2 separate regions of the Sus scrofa genome follow, and region 2 is linked to region 1. A link is a contact called in public Hi-C data. All regions are on one chromosome and are shown on one strand. The core of a region is the stretch at or near the end of the contact, and the rest is flanking DNA. Distances in the headings are between cores, read along the strand shown. Region 1 holds the start of PPP1CB (protein phosphatase 1 catalytic subunit beta). Region 2 has its middle 37 kb from the start of SUPT7L.

What was found. Hi-C and Micro-C count contacts between places; a contact is called where the count stands out from the background.
Region 2: a Hi-C map of embryonic fibroblasts shows a contact between it and region 1, with 2.1 times the contacts expected there. A contact is called at or near these places in 2 of 5 promoter capture datasets (fetal skeletal muscle and liver), 3 of 47 Hi-C or Micro-C datasets (embryonic fibroblasts, fibroblasts and mesenteric adipose tissue) and 1 of 2 datasets of targeted methods (skeletal muscle).

The regions. Positions count from the first base shown.
Region 1 is chr3:110,471,735-110,477,118 of Sscrofa11.1, forward strand. PPP1CB (protein phosphatase 1 catalytic subunit beta) reads right to left here and starts at 2,654. Exons shown (of 8, transcript NM_214184.2): 1 at 2,591-2,654. The coding sequence starts at 2,642. LOC106509865 (a long non-coding RNA gene) reads left to right here and starts at 3,231. Exons shown (of 8, transcript XR_002342800.1): 1 at 3,231-3,514; 2 at 3,785-3,926.
Region 2 is chr3:111,491,900-111,497,256 of Sscrofa11.1, forward strand. No RefSeq gene overlaps it. Among named protein-coding and RNA genes, the nearest start is that of SUPT7L, 37 kb to the right of the region's middle.

The DNA of each region.
Region 1 (5,384 bases), core at 1,404-3,903:
AAAATTTACATAATTTGCCCATCTAAAAAACACAAAGCAACTCAAAAGATTACTACAAGTTTTGTAGCTGACTGCCAATATGACATAATTTTTTAAAAAGTCAAGAATGCATTGTGGAACTACAAAAAACATTTTAAAGTGTTCTGTTGATTTCTGCCCCAATGCAGAGAAATTTAGGGCAAATTTTAATTTGTACTTTCATTTAATACTAAAAACAACAACACCACCTACAGCTATTCTGCTAGGCAGCTTTACTTGAATTTGAGTTAAATTTAGTTAGCATGTAACATCACTGAAAATCAAGGCAGACAAAAAAGATTTTATTTGAAGACTAAAAATAATTACTTATTAGAAAATCCAAGCCAGTTTTTGGATGTCTTTGAATAGGTCTAGATTTTGGAAAGGGGAATAAGAGAAGCCTGAAGAATTTAAGAATCCCAGGGAGGCACTGTCAAAACTAAATATACTTCCTGGGATTAAGAAGCAAGTAATGACATTCTTCACTGCCCAAGAGCAGGCTAAAAAAGCCGGAAAAGTCCCTTGTTTGGATTTGGGAGTTCCCTGAGTGAAGAGATTGTCTCTTATCTTTGGATTCCTGGTGACTGGCACAAAGCAGGTCAATAAATGTTTGCTAATTTAAAAGGAGAAAATGTCTGGACTAGAAATCAAGAAAGAAGGAAAGAAAGGGAGGGGAAAAAAAAGGAAGGGAAGAAAGAAATCATCTGAAACCAGAGCCGAATATTCATGTAATTTGAATTCACAGAAACAAATTACTTAGCCTATTTCCCCCATGATACCTTTTTTCTAAAAACCCCTGAAAAATCCACTAGTGAAGTTTCTTAATTAAATCATAAAAAGGTGCATCTGACAAAAGGCCCCCTGTTAAATATTTCAAAACACTTAAGTCTACTGTGTTTTATGTCTATTAAGTATATAAATATGTAAATATATGGAAAATAAAAGTGAGGAAGTTGAGATAACAAGCATCGGATTTTCAAATATTTCAATTTTACAAGCTAAGTTTAAAACGTATAAAAGTTTTTTGTACCAGTTGGTGGTGGGCATAAATATCCCTCAAAGTTAACAAGACACTAAAAATTTTACATAGCTGTATTTCCCCCTTAGAATAACGCACAGCTACACACACACAAACAAAATGTTTCCCCCAAAGCAAACGTCTCGTGGACCCAGTAAGATGTTCACATCTGTTAAAATCCGCAGTCTTTAACAGTGAACACGGACTGTAGGCACCAGGGGGCCTCCCAAGAATAACTTGATAGCAAAAGGAAAGGCAAACAAGAGTTCCCTGTAAAACTTTGCTCCTTATTCAGTCTTACGACTGCAGGAAGGCTTTTTACTCAGTCTTAGACTGCTGGAACGCTTGCACATCTGGAACAAATATACTGTAGTTTGTTACACAACGGTACACACAGAACTGAAGAGATACACACATGGGCGGATAAAAAAGAACTAGCGCCCTCTCCGCCGCCCCTCAAACATATAATCTTCTGTGAAGATTTTCCAAATGTAAGCACACACTGCTTCACTGTACCAAACACTTATCTTCAGGAAATTTGAAAGCAAGTAACAATGCACATGCAACCCTTCCACGCTTTCTGAGAGAGGACTCTACATTTTTTTCTTTTAATAGCTTAGTTTCTTTTCTACACACTCTAAAAGCAGTTTAGCGATGACGCAAACTTCAGGGCAAAGGGATTCACTGGCAGAAAATCGCGATTGACTTTGAGTAACATCCTGGCCGCTCCATCTCTTCTCTTTACCCTAACATAAAACTATCCAATAAAAACAGAAGGGCCCAGAAACTTCAAAAGCTGTGAAGACTTGTAAATATCTTTTAAACACAAGCGAAGCTTGACAATCGACCTTTTCTAAGTTTATGCAGAATTTAAAGCCTGCTCAAACCTGTTAAATTCTCAAACCCGAAAACCAAGCGCTTCAGTAAACATGTCTACATATTTCGTATTTCTTGCGTGCATCTTCAGCTCGCTCAAATACTTTTGTTTTACTCATTTTTAAAGCTAAATAATAAATGAAAGCTACTCAACTCCATCTTCTCCTTAAATAGAGCTGGTCCTGGAAGCATCAAGTAAAAAATGCAGAACAGATCAAACAGTTTTCTCAAGGAGAAGGTTTTATAAAATCCACTCCCAGAACAAGAATCGGAGGCAGCCAAGGGCAAGGCACAAAGAGAACAGAGAAGGAATACACTTTCCACCGGCATACAAAGCACAAGAGCACGCATCCTGGCACCCTCTTTGGGAAGGGTCACCCAGCAGCCCGGGGCTCCTCTACCCGCGTTCGGCGCGCCGCTGTGCGGGTCCCCGTAGGTCCGCAGGGGCACTGCCCGCCCGCGGGGTCAGCCCCTCTCGCCCGCCTCACCCCCACCCCCCCACCCCAACCCCGGGCCGTGTTCCCGGAGCCCGCTTCCTCCGGCCCACCAGCTTCTTAGCCCGCTCCTCGGCGGCCGCCCTGGGGCGGGAAAGGGGGTTCCCGCCCGCTCCGGTTGGCGGAGGAGGAAGCAGGGCTGAGGGAACCTCCCCTCTCCGCGGCCGGCCAGGCCCCGACTCACCCTCCAGCAGTCGGGTGATGAGACTGTCCACGTTCAGCTCCCCGTCCGCCATCTTGTCGGCACTAGACGCTCCTTCCCGGCCGCGGGAACAAGGGCTTCTCGGCGGCAGAGGCTGCGGCGACCGCTCGGCGTTCCCTCACCTACAAGTCACGCGGCGTTTCGACCCCGGTTCCAACTCCCCCTTCCCCCAGGCCCTCCCCCACCCCCTCCCCACCAAGTAGTGGAGCGCCGCACACTCGGAGGCACACACGATAAATAAATAAATAAACAAGCGGAGCCCCCACGAACCGGGCCGCGTCAGACCCAGCCGCCACCTCCTCCTCCTCGGCACCGCCCAACTCCGCAAAGCTCACCAGCGCCGCCGACGGCCCCACCCGCAGCGCCACTCACTCCACACCGCCCTTCCCCGCCACCGCGCCACGCAGGCCTCCGCGCAGCCGCACGGCGCACTCCTTCGCGGCGCCCCCCCCGTCCGCCAGCCGCGGCGCAATCGCACTAGACTCGGTTCTGCCGCCGCCGCGTCGCCGCCTTTGCGCAGGTGCGTCGCCTTCCCTCTCCACTTCCACTGCGCCGAATCGTCGCGGCTGCGCAGGCGCCCTCAAGGCTCCCGGGGGTTTGATGCTCTGGGAAAGCTCCCATTACGCAGGGCGCGCGTAGGCAGGGCTGACCTTCCGCTTCCCAGCTCCCTGAGGCTGGGCGCTCAGCAGACGACGTAGTTCTTGTGCTCTTCCCGCCTCGCCTTTCTTTTCTTGGTTTCAATCCTGGTGTTGCAAGCCAATTCCCGGGTCTTGTTAGGCGGGAAACACAGACTGCATTACCCATGTTTGAAACTGGATTTGCGCGTTTGGGAAGCAAGAATGGGGTTACTCTGCTGGAAAAGCTTGACATTGCAAATGAGGGATTTTTACCCTACGGTTCCACAAGGTTGGTTGCCCTGGTGTTCCTAGATGAAATAAATTAAATTGGGCCCTGAGGGTCAGCAGTAATAATGTTTTACGTGGGAACTGCTTTCTGCTCTCTACAGAGCGCTTTCACATAGCTTACTGTTTTTCCACAGTGTATTTTTGAGCAAGAAAAAAATACCTTCATTATATTGCTTCATCATCGTATCTTATAATTGTTGTTGCATTTTTATCTCCTACACTCTACTGTGAGCTGCTATAGGGTAAACTAAATTTATCTTTGTGCCTGCAGTTCCCACTAAGTATCTGGTACGCGGAAGAGAGGGACAAGGAAGCACAGAGGCTCAGAACAGTTCGTTGTTCACCTCGTCTTTCTACCACATAATTCTGCCTCTAGAAATACAGGAGAAAGAGTAGCCACGCAAAGCTTCTAGGTAAGCGAGAGTTTTTTGGCCCGTTCTCAGAGGTGGTCAGATGGGAAATCTTTACTCATTCCTCAGGTGTTTGTCCACAAAAATCAAACAAGATGCTGTCTCAAGCTCAAGGCAGTGCTGCTCCCGCTCACCTATTGCTAGTAATAGCTGACATTGATGAGATCTTTTTATGTGCTCTGGCGTTGCTTTATTTATTTATTTGTTTATTTTTGCTTTTTAGGGCATATCGAAGTTCCCAGGCTAGGGGTCAAATCAGAGCTGCAGCAGCTGGCTTATGCTACAGCAACAGCAATGTCAGATCTGAGCGCATCTGTGACCTACACTGCAGCTTGAGCCAATGCTGGATCCTTTAACCCACTGAGCAAGGCCAGGGATCAAACCCACATCCTCATGGATACTATTTGGGTTCGTTTCCCCTGAGCCACAATGGAAAACTCCTCTAGCACTACTTTAAATGTGTTATTTCATTTAATCCTTACACTAGCCATATGAGGTAGGCATTATTATTATCTCTACTTTGTAGATGGGATTTGTTAAGGCACGGAATCGTTAAATACCTTGTCCCAGATCACACAGATAAGTAAGTGGCAGAACTGGGATTCAAACTAGTCACCTAGTGCCAGAGTCTGCACTCTTAGCAATTGTGATATATTCCCTGTCAGTGTATGTGAGCTGAGGTGCTTAAATCTGCATATGCTGTATCATAAACTTCGAGAACAGAAACCATAGGGTTTTTTTTGGGGGGGAGTATGTTGTCCAATCAAGTGCTTTATGATGCTTCAGATGACTTACAGAGATAGGATTTCCTAATCCCCTTTTTAGCTTTCTCTCCATTTTGAGATTTTTTAAATTTTTTATGCATTGATGGTGAACATAGAACAGGTGACAAGCTAGAATGATGATCCTGTTTGGAGAAGCATTTGTAAACTCTTTTTTTTTTTTTTTTTAGGGCTGCACCCACAGCATATGGAGGTTCCCAGGCAAGGGGTTGAATCAGAGCTGCAGCTGCTGGCCTACGCCAGAGCCACAGCAATGCCAGATCTGAGCCGTGTCTTCGAACTACACCACAGCTCATGGCAACACTGGATCCCCAACCTACTGAGCAAGGCCAGGGATTGAACCCGAAACCTCATGGTTCCTAGTCAGATTTGTTTCCTCTGTGCCACCACAGGAACTCCTGGGAGAAGCATTCATAAACTCTTATTGCTGCCAGTTCATCTTGGGGCCTTTCGGTGTGAAGAAATGGATCCTTATCAAATACTTTTGTGAAAGAACATTTACATCCTGCTTTATTCCAGAAGAAAAGATTTAAGGTAGCTTATTACATATATACAGTATGACAAAAATAAGTACATAGAAAAACAGGACAAAAGAAAACTGAAAGTGGAAAAAATAAGATAAAGCCAGCAGTTCTGTATGCAAAATGCATGGTATGAGGTCCTATTGGTTTGCTGGAGA
Region 2 (5,357 bases), core at 2,807-5,306, 1.0 Mb after region 1:
AACCCAGAGATCCTTCCTTCTGAAAAGAGTATTTTGAGCCCAGTAGATCTTAGTTGGAATCTAGACTCTTCTTCTACTTCCTAGCTGTGTGACTTTAGGCAAATGCCTCAACCTTTCTGAGTCTTAGTTTCCTCATCTATAAACTGGAGTTCACAATGCTCTTTCACAGAGGGGCCCTGAGGGCCAAAGGAAACCAGATCTGCTGATGGCTGGTGCAGTATTTGGGATTTAGTTAAGTGCTAGATTAGGGGAAATCCTTATTCCATTATGAAGTAGCAGCTTTAATTGTTTAAAATCCGGTCTGATTTTCTTTTTTTTTTGTCTTTTTGCCTTTCTAGGGCCGCTCCCGCGGCACATGGAGGTTCCCAGGCTAGGGGTCGAATCGGAGCTGTAGCCTCCCGCCTACACCAGAGCCACAGCAACGCAGGATCCGCGCCGCGTCTGCAACCTACACCATAGCTCACGGCAACGCCGGGTCCCTAACCCACTGAGCAAGGGCAGGGACCGAACCCGCAACCTCATGGTTCCTAGTCGGATTCGTTAACCACTGCGCCACGACGGAACTCCCCAGTCTGATTTTCTAGTCGTTTTTCTTAGTAGGGTTAGAAGGTCAATACCAGTCACCTTCCACTTTCCGTGATAGCCACTTGCGAAACTGTTTACAGAATCAGATGTTGTGTCCTGCTCCCTCCTCCTTCCTTTCCACACTGTCATTCTGAAACACAGACACCAGCCTTAAAATCAGAACCCAGATCTTGACTTTTCACCTGTTCCACTCATCATTGATTCAGTCAAGAATCATCAATGGTGGAAAAGTTGGATGAGGGCAGAGTATTCACAGGCTTAAAGTATCTCCTCTGAAGTTACTCATTAATTACGAAGGGGGCAAAACAGTAACTTTACAGTGGAGAAACCTAGCAGACACCTCCCTACGCAAGTGATGGAAGTTAACGTCACCAGTAGGGAACAATCGGAGTCATGCTGGCTCCTGATAGGATGCACTGAGGCCCACAGCATCACCTCTGTGAGATTCCTGCCAACAAATGCCTGGTTTCAATCTGGTCGGAGTGAACATCAGACTAACCCAAGCTGAGGGCTGTTCTACAAAAGGCCTGGCCCAGATTCTTGAAAAATATTGATGGCATGAAAGAGAAAGGAAGCTGAGGAACTGTTCTACATCAAAAACTGAAGTGATATAACTAAAGGATTTAAAAAGAATGTGTGATCTGGATTGGATCCTAGACTAGAAAAACGTATATATCGTTATAAAGAACATTACCGGAACAATTAGGTAGTTTTAATATGGCTGGACTTTGAATAATGCATTATATCAATATTAAGTTCCCTGATTTTGATTTTATGTAAAAGAATTTCCTTGCGACATTCATACTGAAGTGTTTAAGGGTTTGCAACTTTCTCTAAAATAGTCCAAAGAAAGTATAAACATGTACAAATACATGCAAGCAGAAAGAAAGCATCAAAACAAATGCAGCAAAATGTTTGCGCCTGCTGAATTTGAGTGAAGCGTACACAGGAGTCCTTTGTACTAGTCCTGCAGCCTTTTGGTAAGCTGAAATTATTTCAAAAGAAAAAGGAAAAAAAGAAGAAAAAGCCTGAGCCAGGGTTAGTTAGAGCCAGTTGGAGCCAGGCACAGAGCCTCTCGGCATTTGGCCTGTAGCGTGAAGCACAGAGAGTCCTGACTTGAAGATGAGGTTCAAACCCTGCCCTGCCAACTGCCAGATACTTACCATCCCTGGATGTCTGTCTCTTCACTCCAAAATGTAGATAATGCTAATAACATCTCTCCGTTAGGGTTGCCAAGAGGACGAAATGAGGCAGTCAGTGTGAAAACACAGCACAGGCCAAAATATTCGCGTATTCTACAAGGATGAGCTGCTACGCGTCCAGAGGTGGAAAACGCAAACAGAATTCTTGCCCTCAGGTAGGCTGATACTCAGATCAGAAAGGTGGAAGATAACTGACTAAATGAAGGGCAGAACATAATTCCAAGCTGTTATAGATTCTAGGAGGGTGACAGAGTGTGGCCGGAGAGCCGGCGAGGGATGGGCAAGCCTACCACTCACAGGGTGGTCAGGGAAAGCCAGACTGAGGAAATGCCATCCAAGCTGAGCTTGAAACACAAGAAGGCAGGAGGAATTGGCGGTGTAGGTGGTGGGAACAGCAGGAGCAAAGGTCCTGAGGTGGCTGAGAACTTGGCATATACAAGAAATGTGACCTTCTCTCCTCAGCTAGAGCATTTACAGCTCCTAGTGCGTTCCTTGAGGGAAGAGCCGCACAGCACCCCGCACAGACTGGGCACTGGTCCGATGAATGAATAAGCAAACAGGTGTCCTTTGGTTTCAGTATTTGCCTCTACATCTCCCCTCTCCCCGCCCTTAGCTGCACTGTGGAGTGAAAAGGAAGGAGGCTGCTCAACTGGAGGCTCTGGAGTTTTCCTCTCTGTGGGCAAATTGCTTAGATCACAGAGCCACAAGGACCCCAAAGTCCCACACTCCCACCTGTCACAGTCAAAGGAAGAGCCTCGGGACAGACTTGCCAGAACCCATGGACCTGGTTGGATGGGGGCCCACGTCTAGTGCTTTCCTAGCCCTGAAGCCTGCCTTGTTTATTTGTTCAACAGGTTTGTTCAGCCATGGCACAGCCTGTTCTGACTCTGGAACATTTACAAGATGAGCCAAAAAATCACAAAAAAATGGTTTGCTCTCGGAGCTAAAGGGCGGGGCAGCCAGGGTGGGAGACTAACTTTTTGGCTTGTCCTTTGCGATCTTTTTCCCTCCTGCCCTCAGGAACCAAAGGGACTTTAATGGGGTTTCCTGCCTCAGTCTTTCCAGAACCAGCATGTGACCAGACTAGAACATTCACCTGTAAGACTCCTGGTTCTCAGCTGCACCCTCATCAGCTCTGTTCCAAACCCCAGCTTCCACCCTCTGAGTTCAAGCCACAGCCTGATCCACCTGACCAGCCCGGGTATGGAGGCACTGGGCCCAGCACCTGGATCCTTCTGCCCCCTCTGCCTGCAGTAATCTTTCTCCCTGATTGTGAGCTCCTGTTTGTCCTTCAAAACCCAGGTGTCATGTCACCACCTCTATCTAAAACCTTGAATGGACTCCCCAGGGAGTCTGCCGGCTACTTTTTAAAAATTTAAAGAGCCCAACCAGGATAATCAGGATAGCTACAATGCTAAATTTTGTTGCTTTTGTCAGACTGGATACTAGCTCAGTATAGCCCTGTTAGTTATTGTTGAGCAGAAGTACTTATCTGCAGTTACATAAATATCTGGCTACAAAAAACTTGGAAAGGACCCCCGTAAAAATGCAATTTGTCTGGCTGACAACATAATTTATTTACACCTTAATTATTCATTAATTAAGGATGGCAGAAGGGCTGGGGTAAGGATGACAAAAGGAATCCCAGTGGTAAAAAGGTGACTCTGAGATCCTACATAGCCTTTGGGTGCAGGTGCTGGCTGTCTCATTTCCCCAAAAGGCTTAGTACACAGTAGGTGCTCAGAAAGTCCTCATTGAATATTGTGTGTGAAGATGTAGGAGTATGTGAGGATGATGACACTGGGGTCGCTGAAGCTACTGTCCACCCCAGTTGGCTGTCCCATAGGCACTAGATTCGGAACAACTCAAAGCTGTCCTCCCTGGGCTCTTTATCCTCAACCGGGAGACATGCCAGTGCCTTGCACGCACCCAAGTAGCACTAAGGCTGGTCAGGACTTGGGGACAGGGCTGTGTATTCCGGAGCCCCTCCAGGGAGCAGGGGTAACAGCCTGGATTCCAACACCCACGGCAGCCCCCCTGCCCCTTTGCTCCAGGCAGCTCCGCAAGAAGCCTCGTCTGGCCAGCTGTGGGAGGTGCCATTCTCTTTCATTGCCAAGATTAGCTCAGACCTTAAAAATCACAGCCTGGCGCCTGCTCTTCTCATGACAAGGGAAAGAGTAGATGTCAGAAGCCTCCTTAGGTATCTGGAAGAGAACAGCTCCCTCCGCTCCCTCCCTTCCTTGTATGAGGTCATTGAACCAGGATGACAAAGCAAACAGTGATGTGTTGGGACTTGTTCCCGGACTCATTCCAGGGTTTCTCCAGCCCCTCCCTCCTCCTCCTCCTCCTCGCAGAATGGCAGACCCAGGTGTGGACAACAAACTGAACTGGATTTGGTCCTGGGGATCTGGGAGACAGACCCTAGTTGGGAGGCATCCTCTGTGATGGTGAAGAGGTCCCGAAAGACCCTGGTGGAAGTGGGAATGGGAGTATTAGCTCCAGTGGACACCTGCACAGTCCTCCAGGCTTCCGTGTGCTTTCATGTATTCTCACATGTGTTAAGGGGGGCAAGAATTCTTTTCTGACTTTACAGATGCGAAAACTGAGACTTGTGTATAGTCAGCAACTTAATCAGGGTTACATGGCTTGGGTGACAGAGCCAGACTTCAGATTAGTTTTGTGACTCTAGTTACAACACCTTCCCACCTCACCACAGTTCCTTCAACTTCACTCATTGGTACACCTCCTTTACACTTGGTACCGTGTTGCAGGCCACCGTGCATTATTGGCTTCATGTTCTTCTTCAAATAAACTCACTTTAAAAATTGACCTCAGGGGGGAAAAAAAAAAAAAGAAAAAGAAAAAAGAAAGGAGCTCCCTGGTGCTCAGTGGGTTAAGGATCTGGCATTGTCACTGCTGCGGCTCTGGTATAGCTGTGGCGCAGGTTTGATCCCTGGCTCTGAAGCGGAACTTCCACATGCCAAAAGTGTGGCAAAAAAAAAAAAAAAAAAATTTTTTTCACCACATTCTACACCATACATATACATGTGTGTACGTAAGTATATATTCCTATACGTAACTGCTAAAATTAGATATTTTTTCATTCTCCTCCCCTAAAGGCAATTCCCATAAGGCTGCGCAATTTGAGAAACTGCCCAAATGTCCCCCGCCCTCGCGGCATTGCTAACGATAGATCTTTATAGGCTGGTAGCCAAGTGGCTGCCCTTGTTGAAATGCTCTGCCAGTAGGATCACTCAGGGCTGCCACTGTCATTGTTAGGGCTGTGCCTCCAAATCACAGAATTACTGAATCAGGAGGGATAAGAGAGAGATCATGGAATCCAACTCCTAAAGGGCAGAACCTTATACAGCACACCCACTCAGAGCCCTCAAGATTAAGGGAGCACCATTCCAAGACAAAAAGAGGAACCAGATGTAGTCTTTGCTCCAGAAACTCGCAAAGCTTACAAACATAAACTACTGAAAACTAGAAGGAATAAGCAGAGGATCTGGAATCGTGGTTCCACCATGAACTTGGCATGCCTTTGAGCAAGTCTCTTCCGGTTTCTGA